Regions from separate parts of the Anser cygnoides genome. Here region 1 is linked to region 2. A link is a contact called in public Hi-C data. All regions are on one chromosome and are shown on one strand. Each heading gives the region's core, a stretch centred on a gene start, on an enhancer-like site or on the middle of the called end of the contact. The rest is flanking DNA. Distances are from core to core; before and after follow the strand shown. Region 1 overlaps LOC106041306 (a long non-coding RNA gene). Region 2 holds the start of LOC106041382 (bile acid receptor-like).

Region 1 (3,889 bases), core at 439-2,938, 210 kb after region 2:
AGGAGGAAGCCGGCAGTGAGACCAAGAAAGAAGCCTCTTCAACATCCACCGTCTCCCACTGTACCTATCCATCCATGCTTCTGGCTCCCTACTCCCCTCTCTTTCCCTTTTTCTTCCTCTATCACTGCTATCTGCATCTGTCTCATCTTCCCCTGCAAATCTCTCTGTCCTGCTGCCTGACCCATTGTTTCTTGCTATACCCACCTGTCTAGCTGGTGCTTCTCTTTTTCTCTCCTTACGCCTCTGTCCTGCTCCCTGGCCTTATTTTTCCTTCCTCCAGCCCTGCTCTACAGTCCGTGGTAGCAGAAAGCAACAGGTCAGCATGGGACAGATGAGTGCTCATCCAATGCTGATTTCTGAGGTGAAATGGGGGGAAATGGGTGCATAGGGGCCATCAGACACGCAGCAGCCTCCCTCCAGGCACTGATGTGCATGAATAAACAGCTGCTTTGTTTATTGCACTCCTGACTGTGTTTGCAGTCCCTTTGCACAGAGTAAGTGGCTGTCACTATGTTCAGGGAAGCAGGTTAAATAGTGCATGTGTGGGTGTGGGAATGTATCAGGTGGTGGCCCAGCATTCCTGAAGGGTGGCAGCTGTTGGATGGGTCTGGAGGAGCCCCTGATGGAGGCAGAAGGGGATGGCCCCGCTGTGTAAAGGGGCTTTGGAGCTGTTCTCTGACAAAGGAGTAGTTGCCAGCTCTTGTGGACAGAGTCAGGGAGAAGGTGAGTGCGGTTGTGAAACATGGGATTAGAAATTAGAGAGTGATTGATTAAGAATGAATATGTAGGCAACACTCATTGCTTAATACGTGCTACATTTGCGATGTACTGTGCCTGTGCTGTGCTTAGGCCTCCAGATAACAGGAGCCCCTGAGACCCCAAGAACCAGATCAAACCAACCTTATGGTTCGGACTGTGACCAGGGGCTCAGAGATAAGGAGGACTGTTCATAAAAGGACAAGATAAAGAATGTCAAACATGCAAGGCCTCGAGATAACAGGAGCCCCTCGGAGCCTGAGAACCGGACCAAACCAACCTTATGGCCCAGATTGTGACCAAGGGCTCAGAGAGCATGCACAAGGAGATGAGGTGAAAAGTTCAACCCTGATGAAGAGATCTTACTTCATCCTCACGACCCTCAGCACTCACCACCAGAAGGCACTGCGCAAGCGCAGACGGGAGGAGTTTATGGAAATGACTTCTTGGAGCTAATTTTAATACTAAGCGGGGACAGGTCATGCATATGTATAGGCGTACTGGGAAACTTCATGCATATGTAACTCTTTATATAACCAAAGCAAGTTGCCGCGTTAGGGTGCGCACGACTTTGGTGGGACTACCCCCCATGCTGCCCAGTGCTGAATAAACATACCTACTTTACAATTTACTGATTGTAGAGTCCGTTTCTGCGAATCAGTTGTGCTTTCATGAGACTATTGGGGGTTGTGGAGATGGCACAGGAGGCGCTGGGTCCACCTGGGGGACAGCTGTGGGACCGGCTGAACTGAGGGAAGGCTGCGAAAGAGGTTGAGAAGCTACAGAGCGGGTTGTGCCAAGATGGACACAGAGGTAAGAGGTGTCACAGCAGGTTCTGCATGGATTCCACATCTGGTAGCAAGTAATGGAGTGTGTGGGGGTGTGTGCTGCTGTAGGGTCAGAAAATGTTGAGTCCTGCAGCATGCTGGGAGTTGTAGTCTTTGGGCACCAGGCTTCCAGCCAGCCACTGTAGTTTCCAGTGCATGCCATGAGTAGTTGTCGTTTGCTTTACTGCCAGTACGTAGCCACACACGGCAAGGGGTGATTTTTCTCCTCTGAGACAGGGGTGAGAGGTGCATCTCCCACCAGCTTGGTGTCTTTTTCTGCACAGTTCCCGTTGAAATCGTTAGAAGCAGATCGGGAACCAGATAAAGCGCTGCGTGGCACGCATGCGCAGTAGCTGTTACAAACTCCCTTCTGCCACCTTGTGATCAGAAGTCGCAAACACAACATCTAACTGCGCATAGCTCTGGCGGCACAGCACTCGCTGCTCCCTCTGGTGACCAAAACGCGGCACATGCAAGAGCCAGCACGGCGTGCATGGGCGGTCGCAGACCCAGAGGCAACACGCATAGTGCAGGCAAGAACAAAGGCAGAGCGGCGAGCATGCGCGGCACTGCCCGCGCTCAGGCATGCGCGGTAAGTGCCGGTACGTGAACATGGACGGTACTGCCGACAGTCGGGCTGCGCGGTTGTGCTGCCGCGAGAGTATACACAGCAGTGCCCCGCGAGCATGTGCAGTAGCGTCCCCTCATGATTGTGCGCAGCAGCGCCACTGCTCGGGCATGAGTGGGAGCATAGCTGGGAGGTTAACACGCAGTATGCTCCGTCTCCCCCTGTCGATTTCACAGGGCTCTCCAGTGTGCTCTAGCATCCCCCAGATGCATCCCAGTGCACTCTAAAGGCCCCCGGTGCTGGCCCCCCCCCCCCCCCCCCCCCGCCAGATGCCTGCTCTGCAGGCATCCCAGAGCCCTCCACTGCACTCTAGAGAGCACTAGAGCGTATGCTAGGGCTCCCCCAGAAGGCTGCCAGTGGCCCCATTGTGTTCTAAAGCCTCCTGCACATCTCACAGGTCTCTCCAGTCTACTGTAGCACCACTTAGAAGTCTCTCAGTGCACTCAGAAGCCTCCCAGGGCTCCCAAGTGTGCTCTAGCACCAGCTACAGGAATCACAGAGGTCTCCAGTGTGCTCTGGACTGCCCTAAAGGCCAGCTGGTGAACACAAGAGGTCCACCATGACCCCTCATTCTTCTCTAGTGCCCCCACAGGTCTACCAGGGCACCCCAGTGAGCTCTAGCACCCCCAGAAAGCCCTGCAGGGTTCTGCAGTGCTCTCTAGGGTTGCCTATGGGCATTACAGCACCCCCTACAGGCCCCCCAACCCTTTTAGTGCACTTTGGTGTTCCCAGGATGCCTTTCAGGACATTCCCATTCCCTCTGTGACTTCCCAAAGTCCTCCTGTCCCCTTCCAATACGTTCTAGGTGTCCACAGAAGCCTCAGGGGCCCCCCAGTGCACTCTACAGTGCACTAGAGGCCTCCAAGTGTACCCTAGAGGCTTCAAGAGCCTCTCAGTGTAGTCTAGTGACACCTGCAAGGCTTCCAGACCCCTGTGGTGTACCCCAGCCTGCCCTGTAGACCTTGCAGGGCTCTATGGTGTGCTCTAGAGCCCCCTAGATGTATCCCAGTGCACTCTAGAAGCCTCCAATGCTCCCCTCCCACCGCCCAGCAGTGTGCTCTAGCACCACCTATAGGCCTCAAAGGACTCTCAAGTATGCTGTAGTGCCAACTAGAGGACTCACAGAGATCTTCAGTGTACTCTAGTGTGTCCTAAAGGCCTCTTAGTGAACACTAGATGCCTCCCATGGTCCCTCAGTTCACTTTAGTGCCCATGCAGGTCTACTAGGGACCCCAGGTGGGCTCCTGAAAGCCCTGCAAGGAGTCCAGTGTCCTTTAGGGTGCCCTAGAAGCCTCCCAGTGCAACCTTGAGGTCTTCTGTGGACCTATCATGTGCTCTAATGCCTTTTGGAGTCTTTGTCAGGCTTCCCAGTGTATTCTAGCGCTACCTGAAAGCCTTGCAAGTCTGTCCAATGCTCTCTAGGATAGTCTACAGGCATTCCCACTGTTTGGGGGGGTCTTTACAACAGAACTCCAGACAGAAATGTGACCTTCAAGGTCCTTGTTGGCTTCTTGGTGAAGCTGTGGTATTTGACCCATAACTGTATGGAGTTGCTAAATCATAGTGATAATATAGACATCCCTGGTTCAGCTTTTACCACAGTCATTGCAGCATTTGTTGATACACTGTTTGGCTCTTCTGTAAAGACGTATATCTGGGGGTGCATTATCCCAAAGGT
Region 2 (3,738 bases), core at 1,055-3,554:
TCATGCGTACACCTTATTCTCCACCTCAGTGGCACTTCTGGATTTCCACTTAGAACAGGAGCTTGTTCAGATAATATTTTCAGTCTGTATCTATGAGTAACTTTTTTTTTACTTATCTCTAGCAAAGCACATTTGAAGTATCCTATTTAAAAGGCATTAGGCACATTACTGATCAGAGACTTAGAAGACATATCAAAAATCCTTTCTCCTCTTTACAGATCAGAATAACTCTGAGAGAACAATTCTTAATTTGTGATGTAGCCCAACTTGATTTTTTAAAGTCTCCAGTGATGAAGACTGTACAGGCAACTTATACTGGTGTTATTTTTGCTGCCATAAATGTTATCTCTAGTACCTAAATTAGATCTTCCTTACTCCTAAATAAGCTTTTTATTTCTTGTTGTATTCTTTAAAAGCATGGAAAAAACATTTATTTTTCTCTTCTTTGCAGCATTTCTTTATGTGGTCAAGTGGGCTCTCAGGTCTTCCATTTTTATTGTCATGATAAGCTTTAAATAGAACTGATCTGTTAAAATAATTTAAAATATCTGTACTTAAGATGGACTAGTTCTTTGGTCTGAATCACTGTATGACTGTGCAAAATAGTTTTATTCCCACAGTTACTAAGATGGCATGTGGGTTGAAGTAAGTGGCCATGGGCTAATACTTAACGTGGCACGTTAAGTATTACGTAAACGTTAAGTAAACATTAATTTCTACTCCAAATAAGTTTTAGGTTCTTGTATACATATTTTAGCAACTTATTTTACTCCCAATCCACTAGATTTTATAGCACTGAGCAGAATCAGGATTAGATATCTTCTAAAAACCTGTTTTCCAGACTTAAGTCTCTTGAAGTCAATAGGTTTTAAATACCCACATCCCATTAGTATATTTCAATAGCTTACCAGTAAACTATCTTCTATCACAAAATAAAAACAAACAAACAACCAAAAAACTTTAAAAGTCAGTAGTACTTAAAAGCTAAAGATAACATGATAAAGCCTTGCTTGTTTTTCAGCTTTCACTAGGAAGGCTGAAAAGATGGATGAAAAAGCCAATGGTATTTGTGAAAGAAATGCTATGAAAAATATCTGTTTTAACAACTGTAAGCTCTTCATTTTTACTATTAAAGGTGGGTTTGTTTGTTATTGTTGTTGTTTTTGACATCTTAGCTGCTAAGTAAGTTTGCTTTTACTGGGAAGATAAATGCTGACAAATTACATTTGCAAGATTGTTATCTTTGTCCCTACTTCATAATCTATGCATTCCAATTCCATCACCACACATGATCAATACAAATCTTTTGAAAGCTCAAAAAAAAACCCAACAACAAAAAAAACCACCCTGTAAGATGATCAATATAGCATTTGTGAGTCAATCTTTTTTGCTCTTGCAAGCCAAGCTCAGCAATTCCACCTCCAAAGACTCAATCACAGATTCCCAAATGGTGCCAGAATACAGAGAAACAAGTAACATCACTTCTTGGGAGCCTATGGAGTACAAACACGGCTCTCCTTTGAATGGTAATGCCAGTTGGCTGTGTATTATGCCACAGATCTATGAAAACGTGTTGTCTCCAGAAGGCTATCTTAAGTGACTGCAGTAAGAAAACCAACAGGACAGGAATTTTTCCCTTTGCCATGTAAATTGTGAAGTATACAACAGAAACATTTTTTCTGGGGTTAATCAAGAATTGCTCCTATACAGAAGAAAGGTGACCTCCTCCTGGTCTTATTAACTAAACGTTTGCAACCTGCTGTGCATCATGTTAGGCGGCAAGTTTAATGACAGTGTGATTAAAACAGCATGCCCTAACCAAAAGACCACATCTTACATCTAGGACATGATGAAAACCCCAACTCCAAATCATAATGATTAAATGACTAGAAATTATTCATAATGGAAATACTTCTATTTTTTTTAAGAATAAATTTTTGCAAAATTAGTGGCTACAAAATTTGCTAACAAATCATTGCCTGTTATAGAGGCATGCAGGAATCCCGTGTTTTGCATCTGCACAGGTATGTCAGAATTAGAAGACGTAGAGCAAGGTGTTTTGTGTTTCAAAATACTGACCTAATCAACTGTTTCCTAACTCAATTACTATGTCATGTAGATATATCAAAATAATGTTATTGCAATATTTTCCCTGCCAAAGTAATGAACATCATCCATTAACACTCGGGCATGTCAACGTTAAGCAATCAAAATGGAAGAATTTTAAATTCTACCAAGAAAGCAAAATACTTTGTAATCAGACAGGGAGAACTCTGGGAAACAGTGACGTGAAGGTCCCCATGGCCCCTGTCCCTGATGACCCAGTTATTCTTTGATTTATGTGGTCTTGCAGCTGCCCTTGCTTCGACCCCAGGAAAGGCTGTGTGGGAAGTTCGTGTCTCAGAGCCGCAGCATTGCTCTGCAGAGCGTCTGGAGCCAGTGTATGCACAGAAACTGATAAATAGGGAAAAGGCCCAGTTTGCTCCAGCTGGACTCAGAGCTAGGATCACTGCTACAGCCACACGGACTTGCTCTGGAACTACCGTAAGTATTTAATTTACTTCTCGTGATGCTCTGGGATTATAAACTATTGCTATAGCCATGAATCAATTTGCCAGGTGAAAATATTTCAGGCATTGTGGATTTTTGATTTTCTTTTTAAACTACTGACTAAATTAGTTTTGAAAACATGCACTTTTAAATTAAGTATCCTAGTTGTCAAGAACTTGTTCCAACAGTATTTCATTTAACATACAGAATGAAATAACTTTTAAATTCAGTTGTTTGCCTTCTCCAAAGTACTAAGAAAGCCATAGGTTTCAAACAATCTCTCACCTCTTACTTTACAATATACATGTATATTGTAAATATATATATAAATACACCTTTGCAACAAATATTCATGAAGTAATAATTCAAAAAAAACCAACAGTTCAAGAAAATTGGGACATAGTCAATTAGTGAAATAAACCATATCTATTACAGAAAATATTCAGAAGGTTATTTTATGACAAGAAAGGAACATATTTAATGGGAAGAAAAATGGATTTTCTTAAGACAGAAGCTTTGGGGAGCTTCGTAGCACTTTAAATCTGGGAGAAACAGCTGAAATTTTAATAATGTGTATTAGCTGCATATGGGATCAATCAAGTGATCCTAGAACTTTCCCTGCAAAATCACTCTTTAATTACAGATGTAATTAGTGAATTGCTTGAGTGAAGTTGAATCTATCACCTGGCATTGTACATGGTAGCCACTGATTGTGCTCAATTTTTTTTTCAGATTTAGGTGTAAATTTCACAAATTAAAAAATAAAAATAGAAAATTAAGCTATGCTTTCCAAAAGCAAAAAAGTACTGTGATTACAACAGAGATTGAAATGTACTGCCTAGTTACACTACGTGTTCATTAACATGCCACACAGCATGTTAAATAAATATTGTAGACCTTCAGCTTGAGTTCCTAAAATTCCCTGCAAACAAGAAATTTCCCTATGACTCAACTGTCAAAATATTTATGATAGCAGTTAAAGTACTGTCAATACATACCTCTTAAAGAGCTCCTCAGAGCCTCTTATAAAAGCAGTATGTTTTGCATCCTAATAAATTTGATAATAGAGATTGATAATGTCACTTTATAATGGTATTTTATAGAAAAAAGTATAAAAATCATCTTTTTTTTTCCCCCCATAAATAGTAATAAATAGTAGTTGTTTTGAAATTCTGTTCTACTTTAATC

Evidence for each region. Hi-C and Micro-C count contacts between places; a contact is called where the count stands out from the background.
Region 1: a Hi-C map of liver shows a contact between it and region 2, with 1.9 times the contacts expected there. The contact joins the enhancer-like site here to the promoter of LOC106041382 in region 2. A contact is called at or near these places in 2 of 7 Hi-C or Micro-C datasets (both in liver).

What each region holds. Positions count from the first base shown.
Region 1 is chr25:7,095,728-7,099,616 of Taihu_goose_T2T_genome, forward strand. It overlaps LOC106041306 (a long non-coding RNA gene), which reads left to right. Exons shown (of 14, transcript XR_010826571.1): 8 at 1-1,569. Among named protein-coding and RNA genes, the nearest start is that of NGF, 53 kb to the left of the region's middle. Within about 2 kb of position 1,689, at least 3 of the 3 cell types and tissues checked have open chromatin away from gene starts, as enhancers often do. A contact at or near this core is called in liver, where this site is marked.
Region 2 is chr25:6,888,338-6,892,075 of Taihu_goose_T2T_genome, forward strand. LOC106041382 (bile acid receptor-like) reads left to right here and starts at 2,305. Exons shown (of 11, transcript XM_048071150.2): 1 at 2,305-2,544.